Linked DNA regions of Mus musculus: regions 1, 2 and 3 are each linked to region 4. The links are chromatin contacts, called in public HiChIP or PLAC-seq and promoter capture Hi-C maps. All regions are on one chromosome and are shown on one strand. Each heading gives the region's core, a stretch centred on a gene start, on an enhancer-like site or on the middle of the called end of the contact. The rest is flanking DNA. Distances are from core to core; before and after follow the strand shown. Region 1 has its middle 13 kb from the start of Gm46353. Region 2 has its middle 19 kb from the start of Gm31512. Region 3 has its middle 6.0 kb from the start of Gm46353. Region 4 holds the start of Nemf (nuclear export mediator factor).

What was found. Promoter capture Hi-C pulls out the DNA fragments that hold promoters and counts their contacts. HiChIP or PLAC-seq counts read pairs in DNA pulled down with a chosen protein or histone mark.
Region 1: a contact with region 4 is called in an H3K4me3 HiChIP or PLAC-seq map of the 230-238 cell line, with 39 read pairs. The contact joins the enhancer-like site here to the promoter of Nemf in region 4. A contact is called at or near these places in 13 of 39 promoter capture datasets (the 3T3-L1 cell line, the C10 cell line, the HPC-7 cell line and 8 more), 3 of 15 datasets of contacts at CTCF or cohesin (CD8 T cells, the NIH/3T3 cell line and large pre-B cells), 20 of 484 Hi-C or Micro-C datasets (the C2C12 cell line, CD4 T cells, the HPC-7 cell line and 14 more), 37 of 115 datasets of contacts at active chromatin or transcription factors (the 230-238 cell line, CD8 T cells, the HPC-7 cell line and 28 more) and 4 of 9 other capture datasets (adipose tissue, liver, macrophages and 1 more).
Region 2: a contact with region 4 is called in an H3K4me3 HiChIP or PLAC-seq map of bone marrow-derived macrophages, with 6 times the contacts expected there. The contact joins the enhancer-like site here to the promoter of Nemf in region 4. A contact is called at or near these places in 6 of 39 promoter capture datasets (the C10 cell line, the HPC-7 cell line, cranial neural crest and 3 more), 2 of 15 datasets of contacts at CTCF or cohesin (large pre-B cells and pro-B cells), 28 of 484 Hi-C or Micro-C datasets (the 3T3-L1 cell line, B cells, CD4 T cells and 18 more), 23 of 115 datasets of contacts at active chromatin or transcription factors (the 230-238 cell line, CD8 T cells, the HPC-7 cell line and 20 more) and 4 of 9 other capture datasets (adipose tissue, liver, macrophages and 1 more).
Region 3: a promoter capture Hi-C map of pre-B cells shows a contact between it and region 4. The contact joins the enhancer-like site here to the promoter of Nemf in region 4. A contact is called at or near these places in 13 of 39 promoter capture datasets (the C10 cell line, the HPC-7 cell line, cranial neural crest and 9 more), 2 of 15 datasets of contacts at CTCF or cohesin (the NIH/3T3 cell line and large pre-B cells), 8 of 484 Hi-C or Micro-C datasets (B cells, ECoMG myeloid progenitors, bone marrow-derived macrophages and 4 more), 30 of 115 datasets of contacts at active chromatin or transcription factors (the 230-238 cell line, the HPC-7 cell line, the SCID.adh cell line and 22 more) and 5 of 9 other capture datasets (adipose tissue, embryonic stem cells, liver and 2 more).

Annotation. Positions count from the first base shown.
Region 1 is chr12:69,536,674-69,539,620 of GRCm38.p6, reverse strand. No RefSeq gene overlaps it. Among named protein-coding and RNA genes, the nearest start is that of Gm46353, 13 kb to the left of the region's middle. Within about 2 kb of position 1,395, at least 346 of the 459 cell types and tissues checked have an H3K27ac peak or open chromatin away from gene starts, as enhancers often do. A contact at or near this core is called in the 230-238 cell line, the C2C12 cell line, CD8 T cells and 37 more, where this site is marked.
Region 2 is chr12:69,515,089-69,518,155 of GRCm38.p6, reverse strand. No RefSeq gene overlaps it. Among named protein-coding and RNA genes, the nearest start is that of Gm31512, 19 kb to the right of the region's middle. Within about 2 kb of position 1,520, at least 155 of the 459 cell types and tissues checked have an H3K27ac peak or open chromatin away from gene starts, as enhancers often do. A contact at or near this core is called in B cells, CD8 T cells, the HPC-7 cell line and 19 more, where this site is marked.
Region 3 is chr12:69,555,129-69,558,271 of GRCm38.p6, reverse strand. No RefSeq gene overlaps it. Among named protein-coding and RNA genes, the nearest start is that of Gm46353, 6.0 kb to the right of the region's middle. Within about 2 kb of position 1,586, at least 65 of the 459 cell types and tissues checked have an H3K27ac peak or open chromatin away from gene starts, as enhancers often do. A contact at or near this core is called in extraembryonic endoderm stem cells, intestinal villus epithelium and pre-B cells, where this site is marked.
Region 4 is chr12:69,355,876-69,358,679 of GRCm38.p6, reverse strand. It overlaps Nemf (nuclear export mediator factor), which reads left to right and starts at 1,504. Exons shown (of 33, transcript NM_025441.3): 1 at 1,504-1,629; 2 at 2,333-2,401; 3 at 2,548-2,650. The coding sequence starts at 1,571.

The DNA of each region.
Region 1 (2,947 bases), core at 146-2,645, 180 kb before region 4:
GAACCTTGGCAGCTCTCACTTGTTTGAAACATCCTTCTTCTCCGTTGATGAATGTTTTGTCTTTATGCGCTGTAAGTATGGCCCTCCCCCCAGCCTCTGTTGTGGTTGGTGGTGGGAGCTCAGGGAAGTGTGACTCATTGGGAGGTGGAAAATCTCTAGGCCTCTGGATGCTGAGATATGGGTTCCATGTGGCTTTTGGAGACTTACTGTCAGGCCAGCAAATGCAGAGATGGAGAAAAAGGGGGTGTAAAGGCCTGTGAACGGAAAGAGGCAGAGAAACAGAGAGAGGAAGAAGCCAGAAGAAAGAGAACGGAATAGGAGGCTTGGTCAGTGGTCAGCCTGGGGACTTGAGAGGCAGCAGATGGTAAAAGAGCCTGAGATTCCAGAGAATGGACCAGACCACCCCGGTCCAGGAATGCCATCCAAAGAAGTCCTTGGGCCATTGCACCTCTAGTGTAAGACATGGAGGAACCCTGGCACACGACACCATCTTGGGTTCTGACTGTTGCACACCCAGAGCTAAGAGAGGCCCAGCTCCATCAGAAACCACCACACTATTGGGACTGTGACCCAAAATGTCTCAAGCCAAGGAACATCTCCAAATCTAAACCTTCTTTGCTTCAGAGCCTCAGAAGTCAGGGCTAAGCCAGTACCGGCTCCCAAGAAAAGTTGGTTGAGAGCCTTAGCCCACCTATTGGTCATCTTGCTTTATGAGAAACTACAGCTACGAAGTAAGCTGGCTCTGGTTGGGAAGACTCCATGCCCCCCATGAAGAACAACAAATGGGGCTACCTCTGCCCTGTAGTGTCTGGGGACACTGGGGACAGGAGTTAGTTTACTAGCCCTGATGAGAGAGCCTGATTTCAGAGGCTAGCTTAGTGGCTGTGAAATGGGGAAGTGAACAGGGCTTTGTTCTCTCTTGTGGCTCTGCCCAGGGTTGAAACAGGAGCAAAACATTTGGCTGAGCTTTGCTGGATTCAGCTCATTCCCTCTTCTCCCCTCCTTTGCCTCTTAATTGTTTTTAACAATTTCTGCACATAGGCAATGGAGCCTGGAACCTTCTGGGAGAACCTGCCCTTTTTATGCAGACAGGGACGAGCAGAGACGCTTGGGCAGGTCTGTTCTTGCTGCAGGAAGCAAAAGATGCCTTCAGACCATACTCTGTGCCAGGGCCTGGGGGTCTCCCAAGAAGCTGGGCCTCACAGTGTCTGTAAGAAGCCCTTGAAGAGGCCAGACCCTCCTCGGGAATATGTAAGAGCCGGGTGTGGCTGGCCAGTGGAAAGATTAGAGAGCTACCCAGTCCAGTTAAGTCCCTTGAGCTTGTCAAGTGGAGACCGGACCCAGATTCCCCCAAAGCCAGCGGTTGAGAGAGAGCCTCCTGTGAGCCTGTTTCCTGTTATGACCTGTCTCTACACGCCGCGGAGTAACTGCGAAACAACTGCAGTGACTAAGCTTTATAAATAGGACATTGAGAGTTAAAAAGTACAGGAAATTCCCAGAGTCTCCCGTGGAGTCTTATTTTAGATGTGCAGCTCATAGAGAAGCCAGGGTCTCTCATTCCGCACCCGCAGCGCCTCTGCCCTGCCTGATCGGAGGGGAACTGGAGTGGAGGGGTCTTTCTGGGTCCCTGCTCAGGGACCCGCCCAGCACTTCTCTCTTGCCTTACTAACTTTCTCTTACTGGCTCCCAGGAAGGAAGCACGTTTGTAATTAGCACTTTGTGGATTCACACCCATGCCTGACTCACTCCTGATCAAGAGATTAATCACACACTCAGTTCCCGCTGAACGCGAAATGAGCATGTAACCCGACCATGAGAGATAAAGCGAGCCCTCTGAGTGGGAGCAAGGTGCCCTGGACTTTTGGTCATCTTTCCTCTCCTCCATCATTGGTGACATTTTTTTTTTGGTGGAAAATCCAGTTTGGGATTAGTTGCTCAGTGGTTCCTGCTGCCGCAGGGGTTGGCTGTAGCAGGGACAGAAAGAGCTAGTGGCAGCAAGGAGTTGCAGGCTCTGAAGCTGAAGGGCTCAGCTACTCGGGTTTCAGATCGAAAGGCTGTTCAAATATTTGCCCAACAACTCCCAGTGTGCTTTGGAACAAGCCACAGGAGGAGCCCTCGCTGAGTCACGGGAAGTGCAGGCATTCTACAGAAATGTGGATGCAGGCAGGTTTACTAACTCTGGCTTCTCCGCATTGCATTCATAATTAGCCAGGCTGTCTCTCACCAGTGGCCTGGTGACACCGGAGGACTCTGCTGCTAGGCAGCTCAATGTGGTGGCACCTTCTACAGTTTTTGCCAGGAACCTTGGGAGGCACACTCGGTCTTCCTCCAGTAGCTGAGTCTGCCCACGGTTTTCTGACCGGCAGAATTGTATCCTCGGCGACCAGTGTCAGCGACCAGTGTGATCTTTCTTCTACAATTATGTCCCCAAAGATTCTAAATTCACCAAGTTCAAAACAAACACCCACACTGGCTGGGTTGCCTTTCCCATCAATGAATGGCCTCACCTCCTCCTACTCGCTCTGTTTGAAAACGGTGCATCCACGAATCTGCAGCTCCTGACCACCTGGCCCTCCCTGGCTAAAACTGCCTCTCCCTGCTGTTGTCCTGGGTTACAGGAGGCTCCCAAATCCCTCTTTACCTTCTGAAAGGCATAGTTATACCATAGCTTGACCTCCACCCCCCATCCCTTTCTGATTCTAGGGTAAACACAGGACCTCATTTGAGTTCATCAGAGCCCTTCCCTGGGATTTTGTTTTCCAAGTGCCAGCAGGGTTAGGCACTCCTATCTTCTATAAATGCCAGCTGGAAGACTAGAAATTCAGGGTAGCTTTGGCCAAGTACCACGTGCTGTGTAGAAAAATCACTTGCAGCAGAGAGGGAGGTCGTGCTGAGATCGCTGCATGCATCTCATTGTGTTATCGTTGTACCACGTGGCACAACCTGC
Region 2 (3,067 bases), core at 271-2,770, 160 kb before region 4:
GTGTTTAGCCTGTGTTTCACCACAGTGACAGAAATATGCCTTCCATTTTCCCCCCTCTTCTTCAAGTAACTCTGCATCATGTTTTTTTTTGTTTGTTTGTTTTTTGTTTTTTTTTTTTGTTTTTTTTGTTTTTGTTTTTTTACCTCAGTAAATACATTTCAATAATACTAAATGCAAAGTTATAATTTATTTCCTGAATCTTCTATTGTTGGAGAATAATATTGCCTATTTGTCTAGGGGATGGTGTTTCGTTGATATTATTGTATGGCAGCAACCAGCATCATTTTCTGGATATATTCCAAATAATGGGTAAAACCTATGACCTTTTAAGGACTTTGATCCTCCATCAGCTGGGATAGGCTAACTGTTAAAACAAACACCCCTGAGTCAATGGGGCATAAGATAAGGATTTAATAGTGTCTGCAAATTCCTTTCTCTGCGTCTTTAACAATTAGGAGGATGGCACGTTGTTTGTGTCTTTTTTCTATAGATTGCATGGGAAGTCATGGCTCCTCTGCACAGATGCAGTGTGCCTGTTTCTGATCTCAGAAGGGTTGTCACTAGACAACAGACAGTAGGACTCATATGCCTGACTCCTTTCAGAACAGCCACCAAGTTACTGCATTCAACTCTGTTTCCCTTACCCCCTTCTAATTCTTCCTGCAGAACAAGTGTCGTGTGCAAAATGGGCCACCTTTTCCAGGATCCAGCCCCAAGCTCTGTGCCCCAAATCACCTCTGAATGCAAGGTCACCAAACTGTCCTAGCTTAAAAGACAAGTTTGATTTGGGGGCACGGGTGGGGACAGACTCCAGGGAATAGAACTAAAAGGTGAAAATAGCATCCCAGGGTTGACTTGGTACATTGGCTTTGACCAAATCTCCCAGTGTCTTGTCCTTTGGCGTTTAGTGTCTCGGCAGAGCATTAGCATAGCGAAATCAGCAAGAACTGAGAAATTGTAACAGAAGCCATAGAACTGTGTAAGAGCTGTTCCTTCGCGTGCACCAGGTTGATGAACGCTGGCTCATGTCTGACCTGTGGTTTCCTCCTTGTTTTGAGACTGAAGCATAGTTATTCGAAGATAATGCTTTTGAATGGCCTCTTGTCTACATCTGTACTGGACTCCCAACTGTTGCCTGATGATCAGTTAGGGCTGGCCCCTTGCAAAGCAATGTTTCCAGGGAGGTGAGCAAAAGAATTCTTCAAAAAGTATATTTGTCCAAGGACCTCTGAGAACCAAGCCACAGCATTCCTATAGGTAGTGTGTGTGTGTGTGTGTGTGTGTGTGTGTGTGTGTGTGTGTGTGTGTGTTTTCTTATGTGTCGGCCTACCCAGTCCCCACCTCCACTGCCTTCCCCAAGAGGCAGCCTCAGACTCTGGACCTCTTGACTGAGTGACTCACACTAAATCTAGCATTTATAACCTAGAAAAAGAAACAGGAAGTGGCTTACAGAGCCAGGGTACAGCTCAGGGAAGGGCTCCAGTGTCGTTGGCCTCAGATGAGATGGTAAACGCAGACAGAAGTGTGGTGTAGCAAGCATCTCTCTTTCCTCCCGTTACCATGGTGCCTTCTGGTTGGGGCTGGACCATCTCAGTGGAGTTCCTAGGTGCATGATCGTGGCATAGGGGTCACTGCTTCTGGGCCAATGACTCTTTCCAACGTGAGGTCTTGTAAGATGATAAGCTCTTCTCTGCAGTGGCCTTGGACCTTTGACACAGCTTTTATCAATCAGCCTTATAAGGAGAAGTGCTTAAGTGGATGCGGTGGTAAACGCCTGCGATCCCCGTGCTTGGGAGGTAGATGCAAGAGGACAGAGAGTTCCTGGTCATCTTTGGATCTTTGACTACATAGGGAATTCTAAGCCAGCCTGGGTTACTCAATCCAGGAAATGTGTTCAAACACCATGAACTTGGAAAGTGTATACCTAGGACACCATGAACTTGGAGACTATACCTAGGATTACACTGTGACACCCATAGAAGGGCTTCCTTTATAGGCTGAGAAACAAAAGTCCATTGTTACCCTGGGTCCCCAGAGTCTGGGTCCCCAGAGGAGTGCTCCAGTGGTGTGGTTAGCACTGTCCTGGGTGTGGCCCTAGGGTCTTCTGCCCAGGGTGGTGGGAGTGTGTGTGGCTGATGGGGGAGAAAAGAGCAGAGGGCTAGCCTTCCAGTACATACCCAGGCATCCATTTCTGATTCTCTCAGGACTGAAGGGTAGCAGGCAGCTGAGCCATCCCCACTCCTACCCTCAGAGCCTCTAACTAGTTCTCCTAGCTCCCCATCCTCTCACTGATGTCTTCCCACAGGCTTACCCTTGTCATGGCAGGGTGGTGCCAAGACACTGTGGAGGCCTTTCCCATGCAGACTCAGTGCAACTATCTGTAATGGCCTCTTTAGGCCAGGGTCTCCAAGTACCAATTTATGGAGAAATGGTTGTAGCACAGACTGGTTCTTGGCCTGCTCTGCAGCCCTCCAAGAACCATGTTTCCCCAGGCCTAAAGGTCTGGTTCTAAAAGCACCTGTTCCTCTAGACCGGTCCATAGAGTAGAGGGCCTGTAGCCAACCAGTCGTATTTTTCCTTTGGATGAAGATAACTTGCTTCCTTTTCAGCCTCTTGTGACGTTTGGAAACGATCCCAGAAGTAGAGGGGATCACTAGCCTGGAGAAGCCATTTGAGGCCTAACACAGCTCTTTCAGGAGGGATTAGACGGAGGCCAGATTATCGAGCAGTTTCCCTCAGCCCTGGCTTGCCACAGTGACAGCATTACCCAAGCTTTTCCATAAGCAAAAGGGCTTGCTGCTTCAGGAGTCTGTGCTCTCTCGGTGTCCTTCAGAAACAGGCAGAGAAGGTCACTTCCTGTCACAGACCGGGCGGGATTGGAATCCACTGGCTTCTCCTCAGAAAGAATGCTGATTCTAAGATAACGTCAGGAAAGGACGAAAACTGCCTCTACCTCACGGACCTCTTCAGGCCCCTCCCAGATCCTTGTGGAGCAAAGGAGAAAAAGCAAACTAAACTAACCCGGGATTTGTCTGGAGGGATGTTGATACTTCTGGATACTTCCTAG
Region 3 (3,143 bases), core at 337-2,836, 200 kb before region 4:
TCCATAGAGAGAAAGGCACCAAGAATCTTCTGGTGGCGTGCTGCAGTTTCTTGCTGCTTCCTCGGACTCAAATTCACTGTCTGGATCTTTCAGAATCTAACCATCATCTAGTAAAGGGTATTTCAACCGGGACTAAATTTGTTTGTTGGCTTGTTTTGTTGTTATTTATAAGGGAATTGTCAGGGAATATTTGTACTTTAGATTTTTAATTCATCTGTGCAAAGGATGGTACAAGAGGCTGCACAGCCTCTCTCCAGGAGAATTCTGGATACTAGGTACTGGATCTTGCTACCTTCCTATCTGACCAGATCTTCACATAGCATATAGCTTTGCTGTGTGGTCTGACAGTGCCTTAGGGTTTTCATTGCTATGAAGAGGCACCATGGCAGTTCTTATAAAGGAAAGCATTTAATTGGGGCTGGTTTACAGTCTTAAAGGCTTAGTCCATCATCATCATCATGGGAAGCATACTAGCACACAGGCAGACATGGTGCTGGAGAGGACGCTGAGAGTCTGACATCTGGATCCACAGGCAGTAGAGAGAGTGACACTAGGCTTGGCTTGAGTACCTGAAACCTTAAACCCAGGGACACTTCTTCCAACAAGGCTGCACCTCCTAATCTTTCTAAGTAGTGCCACTCCCTGATGGCTAAGCATTCAAATCTATGACATATGTAGGCTGGGTTTTTTGTTGTTGTTGTTGTTTTGGTTTTTTGAGACAGGGTTTCTCTGTGTAGCCCTGGCTGTTCTGGAACTGACTCTGTAGACCAGGCTGGCCTTGAACTCAGAAATTCGCCTGCCTCTGCCTCCCAAGTGCTGGGATTAAAGGTGTGAGCCACCACTGCCCAGCTGGAGGCTGTTCTTATTCAAACCACCATTGACCGGGAAGTCAGAAGATAACAAATCTACTGAATGAATGTACAAACCAATTAAAATGTTTTAAACTGTGGTGAGAGGGAGTATGAAATCTGATTTCCTTGGGTTGACATGTTCATGACAGAGAAGGAGAAAATCATGTGACCTTTTCCTGCCGGGGCCTCGGAGATGGTCACCATGTAAGGCATTTTCTGTATTTATCAGCACCAGCTAGCACTCCAGCCCCTCGTGCCTGTGGAGGCCAGAAGAGGACATCAAATTCTCTGGAACGGGAGTTACAGATGGTTGTGAGCTGCCACGTAGGTGCTGGGAATTGAACCTCTAATCTTAACCATTGAGCTGTCTCTCCATGCTGTTTCAGATAAACAAGTAGAACTCAGCCTTACAAAAGCCACCTTCCCTCTAAATGCATCTCGGGGTGTGTGTTCTAGGCTCAGCATAAGCTAAAGCGACTTCTCCACCCAAGCCTTTTGAGATTTCAGCTGTTCCTCTGCTTCATGCATTTCACAGATTCCCACATAGGCTGGAGGGCTTAATTAGTGCTAAGTCATATAGTGGTGGAGAAACACTGCTGGCTGCAGACATAGCAGGAGAAAATTAAAGCTGTCAGCTGTGACAAGCTTTGCAGATTAGCCCTGAACTCACCATGATGTAAGTTCTGGCCTTGCCCTTTATTTCCAAGGACGGCACAAACTCAACCACATTATTAACTTGTCCACATGTGGTATGACTTTACTGTGTCCTTTCACAGCACATATTGGCAGTGGATGCCCGGCCTTGTTAAAACTCCTGCTTCCATGCTAGAAACTGAATCTCCTATTGAGTCAGACCCAGGTTACTCTATCAACAAAATGTGCCCAGCGGTCTACCCAAGCTTGGCTCTAAACTAGGCCCCATGGGAGAAATAAAGGAAACATGAAGTTGAACGCAAGCAAACTGGAACACAAAGAGTAGACAGGCTAGCTGGCAGGCTGAGGGAGCAGACCGTGGAGAAAACAGTAGGCCTGGATTCGTGGGGTGCTGGCATAAACAGATCAAAGGTCCTGATTGGTGTGGTATGCTGCAGAGTCCAGGCTGGATTCCTGCCTCCTCCAGCCTCCAGGACTTGAAGTTCCAGGAGTGTGGGCAGGTCACATAATTCCTGATCCTTGTCCCCTCCCCCACTAAGTCAAACAGCACAGAGATTCCCAGGCTTAAAAGAGCAAAAGGAGAGAGATTGCTCTGACAGAATTCTGTGAAGACAGTCTACACTGTGGGCTATATGGGACACACGGGATTTTAATGCGTGACATAAGACTGTTCTTAGAGCAGTGTGGCCCAGAGACGCTGAAAGACCCCCGATTTTCTGCTCGGTCTTCCAAGCCCATGGGCAGAGGCAGCTGACAATGGTGGAGCTGATGTTTAAGTCCTGATTCCTGAAGTGAAACTGTAAGCATGACCTTGTTTAGAAATTGAATCCTTAAGCTGGACAGTGGTGGCACACACCTTTGATCCCAGCACTTGGGAGGCAAAGGCAGGCAGATTTCTGAGTTCAAGGCCAGCCTGGTCTTGAAAGACCCCCCTGGTGGGCAGTCAATCAATCTGAGGAGACCCTCCCAAGGATCAGCGAGTCCACGATTCGGATGTAAACAGCAAGAGGCTTTATTGGGAACACGGGTACCCGGGCGACTCAGTCTATCGGAGGACTGGCGCGCCGAGTGTGGAGTTTTTACCCTTTTTATAGGGCTAGGGCTGGGGAGCAAAAAGCGCGGTTACAGAAGCGAGAAGCGAGCTGGTTGGTTAGTTCGAATAAGGTTTGGGGTACTTCCCGGTCATTTGGGGAAACTGAGGTGGGACTTTTTAGATCTAAACAATGTCTATTTTCAAGAAATGGGTAGGGGAGGGGTACAAGGAAAGAGTCTAATGAAGGTTCAGCAATGGGCACATATCTGGTCAGAACATTGGCAGACACACAGGTTCAAGGAGTGACCAGAGCACTGTGCACCTCTATTTTTCTAAATCAGTGAAGCTAGTTCTGCTAACACTGACGTCTATCGGGGCTTCTGTGTCTGTTGCTGGTTCCGCTTTATCTGAGAACCATCTGTTCTTGGCCCTGAGCCGGGGCCCAGGTGCTTGACCACCGATATCCTGTTCGGCCCCTGTCCCAGTGCTATTCAGCCTTGATCTTTAACTGTTAATCTATAACTGAACTTCCTTGTAACTTTTGAGAACCCAGCTCTGGTACTTTTTCATGCCTTGCAAAATGGCGTTACTGCAGCTAGCTTGCT
Region 4 (2,804 bases), core at 255-2,754:
TCTTGAGAGAAACCAGTTTCACTCATGAAGAAGCTATCATAAGAAGAAGCCTGGCGCGTGCACCCCTGCTGCTTCCGTCTCACCTCGGAACTGCCCCCTCTCTTTCCATGTGCTTCCCTCAAGATGCTGGAATGTAGCAGGGGGGCTGCCCTTGTTAGATTGAAATAGATGTGGCTACTCAGTTTCAGAGTTCCAGCTGCTAAAACTGTGAACTTTGTACATTGTTTAACTGTTGGTATTTTGTTACAACAATAGAAACTAGATTAACACATTTGCCAACATTAAAGGTTTATGATCTATCTGGGCATGATAGTATGTACCTGCAATTCCAATACCAATGAGGCTGGAATCAGAGGGAGACTGAGGACAGCCTGGCTTATAGGGTGAGTTTAGACTAACCTTGACTATATAGCATGCCCTGTCTCAAAAGCAGAGTAATTACAAAAATCCTTATGTTTTTAGATATACAAATTTGACACTTTCCCTGCTTTCTTTTGCTTTTTTGGTCACCCATTCTAAGAACTTATAGCGATGTGAATGCTAATGACTTTAAACTTTTAAATACATGTTTCACTGATTTTAAAATTCCTCCAGTTTCTAAATGTGTTGGTAATTTCAGCACTCAAAAAGGCAGAGACAAGAAAATTCAGAGTTCTAAGGTGTCCTGGGCTACATAGAAAGACCCTGTATCAAAAATGACCATGACAACCACCCCCCCACACACACACACCTTCCACTGTCCAAAACTAGTAGATTTTTGTTCTTAGTTTTAGATTTGTTTATTACTAACATTAGAACTTTTAAAAAGAAAAATTTAGACGAATTAACTATCGTATATTTGAACCCTGAATAATTTATGTATGAATTGGTAGCATGCAGAACTTGAAGCAGTTTAGAGAACGCTGGGGTGTGGGAGGAGAACTTTTTCTCCTTCTCCCATGGGAACTCTTACTTTATTTTTATCTGACATCTTTACTTAGTGAATTTTTGAGTATTTGAGGTGCCAAGAATTTATGAAACTCGGGCTATATAGAACCCCACCCCATTCAACTTGAATGAGAATTCTACAGTATGCCGCAGAATCCTATTTCGGAGAGTAGTACCCAGCAAAATAGGAACCCATCTCTACGGCTTGTCAGAGTCAGGGAAAACCAACCGTTGGTTTTTGTCTAGTCTCAAATTCGCGTTTAGAAAGACCCCTTGCTCTTCCATCCTGAGCGATAGCGCCTTCCTGGGGCAACTGATTAATGGTTAATGACCTACAGGATCCTAATGGAGACCCATTTTAATCCCCAAACAAGGGGACGGGATTAACCCGGTCATTGTTCAAGGAAAGGACGCAGTTTCGAGAAGGTAGTTAGTTCTATGTCGAGTTTTTTTTACACAGTGAAAAAAATAATTGATCATGATTTGACAACAAACTTCGGTTAAATAGCGCACTTTCACTATAAGTAATATTGGGTCATTTGGGTTGCCGTAGACACAAGCCAAGCGCTCATGCGCAGAAGCATAGTGGTCCTGCGTCGGCTCAGTCCCTGAAAGGACTGCGGTAGCGACACGCAGCCTAGCCATGAAGAGCCGGTTCAGCACGGTTGACCTCCGCGCAGTGCTCGCGGAACTGAATGCGAGGTATGGTGGTGGGAGTGGACAGGCTCGTTCACAGCAGAGGGAGCGGAGGCCGGGCACCGGGTGGTCGCGAGACGGAGAGCCTCACGGTCGTCCCGGTGCCTCGGGGATTCTCTAGGCCTGGGGGCCGAGCCCGGGGCCGGTGCCCCCGGGAGACACCCCCCCCCCCCCCCCCCCCGGGGACCGTGCCTGATGCTGCATCTCCCTGGCGCTGATTCCGAGAGGTCTTGCCGGGGTGGCCTGAGTCCCGCAGCGAGCGTTTGGTAGAACGGGAGTGATCGTCTTTGCTCCAGACTGGCGGCCTGGCTTCTTCAGAATTCCCGTCCTTCTTCCCAAAGAGAAGTAGCAGGGCCTTCCAGCTGAAATGGGCAGATTTGGACCTGTGTCCTGGACTTGTCGCCTATTCAGCTGTGTGAGCTTTGTCGCATTTTCGGGGACTCGGCTACTTCCTCCGCTCCGAATAAGTCATTTAGACTTAATTTTACTGTATTTACACCCCCCACCCCACCCCAGCACTAGTAGTCTGGTGTTACTGAGATCAACAGGCCACTTTTGTGCTTAAAAGTCTACATTTAATTTGAGGATACCTTTATAGGCGGTGGAGGTATCTTAGCGGAAGAGTTCCTTTTCCACAACACCAATAAATGATGGAAAGTTTTGCTTCAACCAAGAACAATGATTTGTTATATGTTTCTTTTTTTTTCAGCTTGCTAGGAATGAGAGTAAACAACGTTTATGATGTGGATAACAAGACATATCTTATTCGGCTTCAAAAGTAAGAATATTTTATAAGATTGTTTTTGGTAAATTATGATATATATATATATATATATATCCTGCATTTTAGGTTTTGTTTTTTTAAATTCAGAGAATAAGTTTTGGCAAATTCCCTAAAGAAAAATTTGGCTTTCTCTTGAACAGACCTGATTTTAAAGCTACACTGTTACTTGAGTCTGGTATACGTATTCATACAACAGAATTTGAGTGGCCTAAGAACATGATGCCGTCGAGTTTTGCCATGAAGGTAAATTTTAAGTTTGGAGCTAATTTTTAAAACTCCATTTATCTATCTATTTATCATGTATGTATGTATGTGTGTGTGTGTGTGTGTCTGTGTAGGTGGAAACAACAAACAGGTACAACTTGGGGCTCTCAAGTGAATGTCAGAAGACAACCTG